2 separate regions of the Zea mays genome follow, and region 2 is linked to region 1. A link is a contact called in public Hi-C data. All regions are on one chromosome and are shown on one strand. The core of a region is the stretch at or near the end of the contact, and the rest is flanking DNA. Distances in the headings are between cores, read along the strand shown. Region 1 holds the start of LOC100501426. Region 2 overlaps LOC100284269 (dihydrolipoyllysine-residue succinyltransferase component of 2-oxoglutarate dehydrogenase complex).

Region 1 (5,332 bases), core at 631-3,130:
CTGGATGTTGCTCCTCTGTATTGTCATCAGATTGTTGTTTAGCCTCCCGTCTTCGGTGCTTGTGGTTGCGGTCATCATCATCGCTGATTTCAATGTCTTCGCTATCTGTAGCAGCTTCAGAATTTGTCGAATTATTTTCTTCTTTTGGTGAAGGAACTTCTATTCTGTCAGCATCCAGCACTGGTGATAATGACTCTTTGAGCATCTTCAAGGTAACCAGTACAGCAGAAAACTTATCATCTAGATTGTATTCAATGTGATTATCACCTTCAACTCCAAATCTTGAAGAAGTGATTCAATCCTATTGTCGATGTATTACTACATGAGGAAGAACACAGAAACAACAATGAGTGACAGAATATAAAGTTGATCGTATGATCAGAATAACAAGTTGCTTGTAATATACCTAATAATGAAAATAAACTGATGATAATCCCAGAAAAACAGAAAAATGACAAGGCCACATGCCACTATTTTCCCTTTAAAACAGAAACTGAATTAGTGGTAGTTTAACACAGCTTTTCAAACCCCACCTGATATACTAGCAGGATATACAAAAAAAACATGTCTATGCTTAATGATTAAGGTGAAACACCAAATCAAGTCATTTACCCAATTGTCAATGTTAATAGATTTCCTTATACCACCTCAGCAATAAAACGATATGAAGCAGTGCGCCTTGCTGAACTTCCCTAAGTTTAACCAGCATCATACATACAAGCGGTTGGCACAACAAAAATAGTGGGTGGATTTCTCTGCTCTCCAATCATATTATGTAGCTCCTAGAAACATAGAAAAAGTATGGGAAACACAGACTGGTTCAAGTCACACCCTAATGGCTTCAATAAGTTAAACATCACTAAATTGTTACCAGATGGTGGATATAGTAAAACTCATCGAAGTAAACTGCTATTACTGAAGAGATACCACATCTAAACTATTGAGCAACAACCATTAGCTGAAGTTTCATACAGACTAACCCACTGTCACATTCTCTTTCAATACAAATTCATGTCGATCAGAACAAACAATATAAGCAGGAAAAAATGTGAGTAAAGAGATGTGGTTTGACCCAGCTACAATTGCAATTGCAAGCCAGAGAAACACAGGTACATAGGGTCAAGCAGAATGACATATCTACATATTTTCCACAAAATGGCGACCAACAAATCCCATACAGACTAAAAAACCAATGTGAATTTGGTATGACAGCATCAATACATCTACCGATCTACCCAAACTCAATGGCTCACTCTTATCATTGGAAACAATAAAATGATTCACAGTGCTATGCTGCTCCGGTGCTCCCAAAGAGGAGTGCAAACAAACAAACCTAACAGCCATACCATTCCAACAGATAATTGCCCCAGAAATGTTCCTCTCTATTTATCGACCTCAATTGTCCACTCTGTACTCCAGATAGAATTTCACCAATTACGCCGCTTGACAAATAGAGCTCTTGGTCGAGTCAAGACTGAACAGGTGATTTTGTGCAGACCATCCCGTGGCCCCAACAGGCCAACAGCCCCGGCAATGAAGAACTGCAGTCCGAGCCTCCCAGCCAACAGAAATAAGCCCCCCCCCCCCCCCCCCCCCCCCAAAAAAAAAACAAAACCAGGCACAAATCACGAGCCTCTGCCGCCGCAATCACATCAGTACACCCATCACCCCATAAATTCCGCGGGTAAGACAGGGCAGCGCACGCGCGGGCCTCCCGCGGGCTGCGGCCTGCTGGGCAAGGGAACGGAGGCGCTCGGAACGAAATCGGCGCTTACCGATCGAATCGAGACAGCCGACCGCGGAGGACCAGGCGACAGCGTCAAGGCGGGGGGAGGAGGGCGAGGTCGAGGGAGTCGCGCCGTCGAGGAGGTGAGGAGATGAGATGGTTAAATGGCGAGGGGCGCTTCGGTAATTTCGGCCTGGGGCTTCTCGTGTTGGGTAGGGTTCTTGGTCATGTTTTCATTTCAGTTTTCTTGTCCAGTCCTGTCCTCTCTCGCAGCCCTCTGGCTCTGGCGCTGTTTGATCGAGGCTGCTGAACCCGAGCTTCAATTTCTATCCACAGCGCTAATCGATTGCCCTCGAACTAATTATCGGCTGGTGTAAATAAGTAGGGGTAATATTATATATGCCCATTAAATAAATAGGGGTAATATTATATATGTTCATTAATATTATCGTCTTCTTCTGTTAGGTTTTTGTCATCCCAAACCTGTACCCGTGAAAAATATCTATACTCATTAAAAAAACTCGTACCCATAACGGATTTTAGATTTTACCTAAACTCGTATCCATCGGGTTAGCGGGTACCCACAGGTTACCCGTGGGTTTCATCTCCAATATACTTGTTCTTCTCATAATCAATAAGTATCATAATGATTAATGAGATCATGGTCAAAAATTTATGTGATGAACAATGAGTTCATGATTTGGTATAAAAATTATTAGTGGAGAGAATGAATTACAAATAATAAGTTGTATAATTAAGTGACCTTGCACTAAGTTATCCATCCACCACATATAACGCTAATAAAAACTATAATAGCAAGCAACACTCTCACCGACTACTAATACATTCACCATTTGATAAAAATTAGGAAGTAAATAAGGAATAATAAGTTTGTTGTTCGTTTATAAAATAAAATGACAATATGCACTAGGTTTGGTCGGGTTTGAAAAACTCACGGGTTCACGAGTTTGGGTACTATAGGAACAAACTTGTACCCATAAACCCCGTCGGGTATAGATTTATGTCTATTAACAAACCCATGAGTATGAAAATTGACCTAAACTCATACCCTAATGGGAGAAAAACCCATCGGGTTTCGGATTTCGGGTACTCATTGCTATCTCTAGTAATATAGGTACATGTTTGTATTAATTAATAAAGAATAAATAAACTATGTTTTTAATTATTTCCATGTGAATCGTATTGCATATTCGGTTAGCTGTCTGTCGGCGTTTCGAGACCGGGGGGTCCCTGGGCCGACGAGTGAAATGTCGCTGCGTGCCCCAGCCTAGATGGGTCGGCGCGAGGCCGAGCGCGAAGGGGGGAGAAAGGTGGCCGGAGACGGGCGTGAGAGAGGTGGAAATCCCGCGGCCTTCGTGTTCGTCCCGCGCCCAGGTCGGGTGCGCTTGCAGTAGGGGATTACAAGCGTCCACGCGGGCGAGGGAGCGAGCGGCCTTACGCGAGCGCCTGTCTCATCCTCGTCCCCGCGCGGCCAACCCCCTCTAAGAGGGCCCTGGTCCTTCCTTTTATAGACGTAAGGAGAGGATCCAGGTGTACAATGGGAGGTGTAGCAGAGTGTTACGTGTGTAGCGGAGGGGAGCTAGTGCCCTAAGTACACGCCGTCGTGGCAGCCGGAGAGGTTTTGGCACCCAGTTGGTGTGATGTCGTGGCTGTCGGAGGAGCGCTGGAGCCTGGCGGAAGGACAGCTATCGGGACGGTTGAGTCCTTGCTGACGTCCTCTTGCTTCCGTAAGGGGGCCGAGAGCCGCCGTCGTCAGGGAGTGTGTGGGGCGCTATCATTGCCTATCTGGCGGAGCGAGCCAGATGGGACGCCGATCTTGTTCCCCGTAGCCTGAGTCAGCTCGGGGTAGGGTAATGATGGCACCTCCTGTTGACGTGGCTGGCCCGCGCCCTAGGTTGGGTGATGTGGAGGCTCCTACGAGGCCGAGGTCGAGTCTGTCTTCCGTGACCGTGGTCGAGTCCGAGCCCCTGGGTCGGGCGAGGCGGAGACCGTCGGCTGAAGCCAGGGCTGAGTCCGAGCCCTGGGGTCGGGCGAAGCGGAGTTCGTCGTCTTCTAGGGCTGAGCCCAAGTCTGAGCCCTGGGTCGGGCGGAGCGGAGTTCGTCGTCTTCTGGGGCTGAGCCCAAGTCCGAGCCCTGGGTCGGGCGGAGCGGAGTTCGCCGTCTTCCGGGGCTTAGCCCGAGTCCGAGCCCTGGGTCGGGCGGAGCGGAGTTCGCCATCTTCCGGGGCTTAGCCCGAGTCCGAGCCCTGGGTCGGGCGGAGCGGAGCTTCCTATGGCGCCTGCGGCCGGGCCTGACTGCCTGTCAGCCTCACTCTGTCGAGTGGCACCGCAGTCGGAGCGGCGCAGGCGGCGCTGTCTTTCTGTCAGGCCGGTCAGTGGAGCGGCGAAGTGACGGCGGTCACTTCGGCTCTGTCGACTGAAGGGCGCGCGTCAGGATAAAGGTGTCAGGCCACCTTTGCATTAAATGCTCCTGCGATTTGGTCGGTCGGCGTGGCGATTTGGTCAGGGTTGCTTCTTGGCGAAGACATGGCCTCGGGCGAGCCGGAGATATGTTTGCCGCTGGAGGGGGGCCTCGGGCGAGGCGGAGATCCTCCGGGTTCGGCTGCCCTCGTCCGAGGCTAGGCTCGGGCGAGGCGTGATCGAGTCCCTCGAATGGACCGATCCCTGACTTAATCGCACCCATCAGGCCTTTGCAGCTTTATGCTGATGGGGGTTACTAGCTGAGAATTAGGAGCCTTGAGGGTACCCCTAATTATGGTCCCCGACACTGTCCAACGTAAACATTTTGATTTTATTTGTTCGGGTGTATTTGATTTAAGTCGATAGATCCACAAAACTTTTTCTCTAGCATTTCTTGCAAAATAAGTTCATTGTTTGTCATCCTACTATTGTCTCATTTGATTTTGGCATGAAACTAAAAATAAAGAGTTCATTAACCAATAACCATACCATCATTCAAACTACTTCTACATGGTCAACCACCTATCTTGATAGGTGGTTTTGTTGAGGTAGAGTCAAAATGGTGAAAGTCGTCTAAAGTAAGGGTAAATAAGCGAAATCTAAAATTTACAACTTAAATCATAAACTTCAATCTCGGGTTAGCTTTAGAACGAGAACAAGTAGAATCCGAGTGCGAGAAAAATAGTTCAACTTACACATGTTGCTCAAATGATTGCAGACTACTTGGGAGCAACTTAATTTGATATGAAATCAAACACAAGCAAGTGAACTATAAATAGGAGGGAGAGGAAAAGGCAAATCACAAATAAGGATTATCAGTACCCTGAATACAGGGTGTCAAGATGAGTCCTCGGGGGCCACCGTTAAGGATTTTACGGCCAGCCGACCCAACACGGGGCTAAGGTCCACCATATGAAGTCATGACCAGGCCAGGTTCGCCTCCTGGGCTCGTTCACCATCTCCATCAAGCCCCATAAATAGCAGAATCAATAACTTCAGTTATAGGTCTGGGATCCTGCAAATAGGACCCGGACCTCCTTGTGGCCCAACGGATTCCCAGACAAAGGGATCCGGAGGGAACATAAAGCCCCGAAGGAGAAGGCGTTCTCTGGTTACAACACCAAGC
Region 2 (5,696 bases), core at 961-3,460, 230 kb before region 1:
AGCTTTTCTTATTCAGTAGCACTGACAATAATCAAGTCATTTTATTGTGCAAATATCTGGTATGTCATTGTGCAGCTTTACTTATTTTTGTTCTTTTATATGTAAACTTCAATAATGATCATTTGGCATACCATTATGATCCTTTGAAGGCTGTATTAATTTTTTTACTCTATCTCTGTATCTTACGATTTATGATATAGGACCAATTTGATGAAGCTTCGTTCTGATTATAAAGATGAATTTGTCACAAAGCATGGTGTCAAATTGGGTCTTATGTCTTGCTTTGTCAAGGTACTTAGTCTTATGTGTTGCAAAGCTTTTGAACCATACATTTATATGGCTGGCTAATTTTATTTATTTTGTCAGGCTGCTGTTTCTGCACTTCAAAACCAGCCAATTGTTAATGCTGTCATTGATGGCGATGACATCATATACAGAGACTACGTAGACGTCAGTGTTGCTGTTGGCACTTCCAAGGTGCCATATTGCTTACTCCCTGACCCAAAAAGAATGCAACCATGGGTTGCGTTGCGTGCCCGTTAAACTAGTTCACATTTGATCAAGTTTCTAGTGTAGTATTCACGTTCAAGGCTCCAAATCAATTTATTATGAAAATAAATTTCGTAGCTAACTAATTGTATTTATTTGATGTTTTTATCTATAGTTGGTTGCACTGAAGATGTTAAAACATGATATTGTACTAGAATTGCATTCTTTTTAGGATAGAGTACTTGCTACTCTGGTGATTGCTGTCTCATCTTTTTTTCTCACCCTCTATCCTAAAGCTATTGTACCTAGAAAAGCCAAAACACAAAACAGCCTATAGTTTGGGATGGTGTATTTACTATGTATATCACTGACTGAAACTTCTCCAGGGCCTTGTGGTGCCTGTTATCCGAGATGCTGATACCATGAACTTTGCTGACATTGAGAAAGGGATAAACAACCTTGCAAAGAAGGCAAATGAGGGGGCGCTCTCGATTGATGACATGGCAGGAGGAACATTCACTATCTCCAATGGTGGTGTCTATGGAAGCCTCCTCAGCACACCTATCATCAACCCCCCACAGGTAGCTACTAAACATTTATCAGTTGCAACACATTTGTAGCATGCAGATGTTTATATTGATCTGAAACATGATCTATGTGAAATGCAGTCGTCAATTCTGGGGATGCATTCCATTGTGCAACGCCCTGTGGTTGTGAATGGTGACATTCTCGCAAGGCCAATGATGTTCCTTGCGCTGACATATGACCACAGGCTGATCGATGGCAGAGAGGCTGTATTCTTCCTCCGTCGCATCAAGGATGTCGTTGAGGACCCCAGGAGGTTGCTGCTTGACATATAAAGTTACTTACCAGTGCTTTCCCGCCGACTGTTTTGTGCTTTCTGGAAATAATACCATGCAAATTTTTGACTGATGAAAAAGAATTGCTTCCTCGGAAAGACGAATTCTGAGCTGAGGATACAGTGAGGTTTTTCTCTATAATCGTAGAAGAGAGCAGCAAACTCAACTCAATGTGAGGTCATGTTTCATTTTCGGGTATAAGATGCTCCATTTCGGGATGCAGTTCCCAGTAATTTTATTTGCCATGCAAGAGCAATAGAAGCTGCTGCATTTTTGTTTGTTGGTTCACAATTTCGCCTCCAGCTGGCCAGTCTGCGACTCAAAAGAGTTGGGCTGCATTACATCTCTACTATTATAAAGCATAAGTTTTCATGGTTCAACAGTTCCACGGTCACAATTTTATAAAAACAGTCTTCAAATTTGCTTAAATAAACCCGCAATAATCCGTTGTCTGCCCCTTCTTTCGCTCCCTGTGCGGTCGCCGAACCGCATTCGTCACCGTTTCCTTCGTTGGATAAGCTTTATCGCCATTGCAACGGTACATCCTATGACCCCTCCCTTTGCTCCCCGCGTGACTGCTGAACTGCATTTGTCGCTGTTTTCTTCGTCGTGGGCACGATTTGAACCAAACAACCGATCTGTATCGCCATTGCATATGTACATCCTATGATTTCGCTCTGTTATGCCCATGGCCGCCGATGAGTTCGCCGGGACGTGAGCGCTCGTGATCGCCGTCGCCGTGAGGGACAACGTCAAGGTATGTGTTCTGTTTATTCGACAACCAAACCACCAAGTGTTTACAGTATTTAACCCATCTCACGCCGCGACCCACACATGGCCCAACTCGACAGGCACACATGGCCCACACATTACAACCCAATCCATACAGCCACATCTGAGCACTGTTTTCGGTCTGACACCGCTTTAGGCTATCCGCACTCATAGAACCCTAAATTTCTACTCTAAAAGGAATATTTCATCCTGTTCAGCGAGATTCTCTACCCTATCCCATAATACTCCGCGGTCATATTCACTCTAAATATCTACCTTATACCATATACCATATATTCTATTATTTATTTTCACCTCTTTCCTTTCCACATCCAACTAGCAGCCAATAGAAAGAGGAGGGAGATTATTCAGTCCACCGCAGAAGGTGCGCTAGCTGTGAAGTTCCTGAGAGCCGTAAAAATTTACAGTTCCTGTTGCAGTCTACCGCTGCATCGTTTGTGAGAGCTGTAAAAATTTACAGTTCCTGTTTGCAGTAGCGACTGCGGATAGCCTTAGAGTTCTCCATTCGGTTCTTCAGGTTCCCCTGCGCCTGAGCCCTCTCCCTACACGTCACCCTGGATCCCGGGCGTGACATCTGCCCCCTCCCGAGCACTTGCTTGTCCCCAAGCAATGGAATGAGGGATCTTCGACAAGTAGCCGACTCACGAGGAATATTGCTCCAACGGATGAGGACTTGTGGGATAGCATGACCTCCTTTCTTGACCAACCGACGCTCCAAAATTTCTTCAGGCACCACATCATGCTGAGCGAGCTCATTGTACCTAGGTAGGGTGGAGAAAACATGAGTATAATTGGATGTAAATGACTTCAGCTGTGACACGTGGAAAATTAGATGAACTTGTGCTGATGGTGGCAACTCCAAGGGATAAGCAACTTCGCCAATTCTCTCCAGATATTTGTATGGCCCAAAAAACTTAAAGGCCAACTTCGGGCAAGGACGATTGACCACCGAGTGCTGAGCATACGGTTGCAGTTTGAGGAGTACAAGCTCACCCATTTGAAACTGACGTTCAGTCCTGAACCTGTCTACCTACAGCTTCATTCGGTTGCAAGCGGCAGCCAACTATTCTCGTAGAAGTGAAGAAAAGGCAGTTATCAACTCGGCCACATCTTTGTCAGTCTTAGATGACACCACATGAGCTCATAACCATATAGGCTTTGAATGGAGAACAACCCAGAGTGGTGTGATACGAAGTGTTATACCAGAATTCGGCCACAGGAAGCCAGGATTTCCATTTCTTGGGTTGAGCATGCACATCACAACGAAGGTACATTTCCAGGCACTGATTAACATGCTCGCTTTGTCCATCAGACTGAGGATGATATGCGGTGCTTAAATTGAGCTTAGTTCCCATGAGTTTGAACAGATGTGTCCAAAAATACTTGTAAACACCTTGTCCCGATCACTCACGAGCATCTCATGCAGTCTTACCACCTGATCCAACATGACCTGAGCCACTTGGACTGCTGTAAAGGGGTGTTTAAGAGCCACAAAATGTGCATACTTAGTAAAAAGGTCTACCATAACCAAAATAGTGTCATACCCTTCTGATATTGGATGCTTCTCAATAAAATCCAAGGTGATATCCTGCCAAGCACCCTGAGGTACTGGTAGAGGTTGAAGTAAGCTTGGAGGATGCACCCTCTCACCCTTAGCTTGTTGACAAGTTGCACATTGTTTCACATAGTCCTCCACATCCACCTCCTTGACTTTCTAGTGAAATAGCTTCTTCACTCGTTGGTAAGTAGCCTGGACACCAGAATGCCCCCCCAAAGCACTGTCATGTAGAGCGGCTACTATTTTAGTTTTGAGTGCAGAGTTGTTACTAATCTAGATCAGACTGCCTTTGCGAATCAAACCTTTGCACAACTGGTATCGTTTGTCATCAGGGCTCTGAACACTCAGTTGGGCTATTAACTATTGTGCCTCAGGGTCAGTATAATAGGAATTTAAAACTTCTTAGATACACAAGGGTTGAACTTCACTAATGGTAGTTAAAACCATTAGATGACCCATTCTGGACAAGGCATTAGGCACAATATTGTCTTTTCCTTGCTTGTAGATCACCATAAATTGTAAGCCCATCATTTTGGCCATAGCCTTCCGTTGCAAATCAGAATGAAGTTCCTGCTGACCTAGAAAACTAAGAGCCTTATGGTCAGTATGGATTTCAAATTCACTCCTCTGCAAGTAATGTCTCCATTTGTCCACACCTATTATCAAGGCTAAGAACTCCTTGTCATAGATTGGCAAAAACTGATTTTGTGCTCCCAAAGCTTTGGTCAGGAATGCCAGTGGCCTGCCTTGCTGCATTAACACTGCTCCTAGACCATGATCACTGGCAACAGTCTCCACCACAAAGGGCTTGTGAAAATCAGGTAATGCAAGAACAGATGTGGAGCTCATAGCCTGTTTCAACATCTGGAAAGCCTATATGGATTCCTCAGTCCAAGTAAATTTTCCTTTCTGCAATAGTTGGGTTAGAGGTTTGGCAATAGTGCCATAATTCTTGACAAAGATTCTGTAATAACTGGTTAACCCCAGAAAAGGCCTGATCTCGGTGGAATTAGTAGGTTGTGGCCATTGCCTCATAGTTGATGTCTTTGCTGGATCTGTGGCAACACCTTGAGTAGATATAATACGACAAAGATACTGTTGGGGACTTGTTCTCAAATGCTATGAGTTAAAAACAAGGCAACACAAGAGAAGGTTAAATAATTAATGTCCTTCGTCCTTCGAAGCATTATTTCCCTTCGGATATAACGATCTTCGGACGAAGGTCATGGAAGACATATCTTCATCACTACGGTATATGATAGTGAAAATGAGAAACACATGAAATATAAAAGATAACATGAACATTTATATATCATTATTAACTCATTTCTATTTTATTAACACGGAAAAATAGAAATGACATTAAATTACAAGTGTACCTTCGGCTTGAAAGCAAAAGTACAAGCGTGACGCAAAAGCAAATGCCAAGTCAGCCTGAACCGTACGGGAGCACTGTTCATCTATTTATAGGCACAGGACGCAGCCCATGTAAAATTACACCCATGTCCTTTACATTTGCTAATAACTTTATAGTAATCCATCGAGGTCTAAATAGCCTTTTCATCTTTAAGTCGGTTTCCTTTTCTGCTATCATGCCGAAGCTCCCCTGCGCATAACTTCGGCTCTGTGCCATTCTTCGTATTCCTTGTACTTCTTCACACTGTGATTTTGATCCAAGTCCGAAGGTACCTGTTCATGTATTACACTCCAGAAACATTGTTAAATCACGTTTTTGAGGACCATCGTAAGCCAAAGGCCCCCAACAGTAGCCCCTCGCAATACTAATTTATTAAGATGATAAATTCGGATTGCGATATGGACGAAGGCCCTAAGCCGAAGGTCCGAAAAAACACCTTCCCTTTGCCAGAATAGCAACAGTCAATGACAAGCGGGACCCTCCCATTTGCATCGCCCTGGGCGTATAAATATGATCGACCGCGAACTCATTTGGTACGCTTTCTTGCCATCTGCTTTGCCTGCTCAAATAGCTCTTTGCC

What was found. A called contact is a pair of places that touch in the nucleus more often than the background predicts.
Region 2: a contact with region 1 is called in a Hi-C map of tassel, with 3 times the contacts expected there. The contact joins the enhancer-like site here to the promoter of LOC100501426 in region 1. A contact is called at or near these places in 5 of 25 Hi-C or Micro-C datasets (ear, leaf and tassel).

What each region holds. Positions count from the first base shown.
Region 1 is chr2:68,675,456-68,680,787 of Zm-B73-REFERENCE-NAM-5.0, reverse strand. LOC100501426 reads right to left here and starts at 1,880. Exons shown (of 6, transcript NM_001362573.1): 1 at 1,776-1,880; 2 at 1-318. The coding sequence starts at 205.
Region 2 is chr2:68,902,760-68,908,455 of Zm-B73-REFERENCE-NAM-5.0, reverse strand. LOC100284269 (dihydrolipoyllysine-residue succinyltransferase component of 2-oxoglutarate dehydrogenase complex) reads left to right here. Exons shown (of 13, transcript NM_001157164.2): 10 at 201-291; 11 at 367-477; 12 at 876-1,070; 13 at 1,158-1,760. The coding sequence ends at 1,349. Among protein-coding and RNA genes, the nearest start is that of LOC100284269, 19 kb to the left of the region's middle. Within about 2 kb of position 2,210, at least 16 of the 20 cell types and tissues checked have an H3K27ac peak or open chromatin away from gene starts, as enhancers often do. A contact at or near this core is called in ear, leaf and tassel, where this site is marked.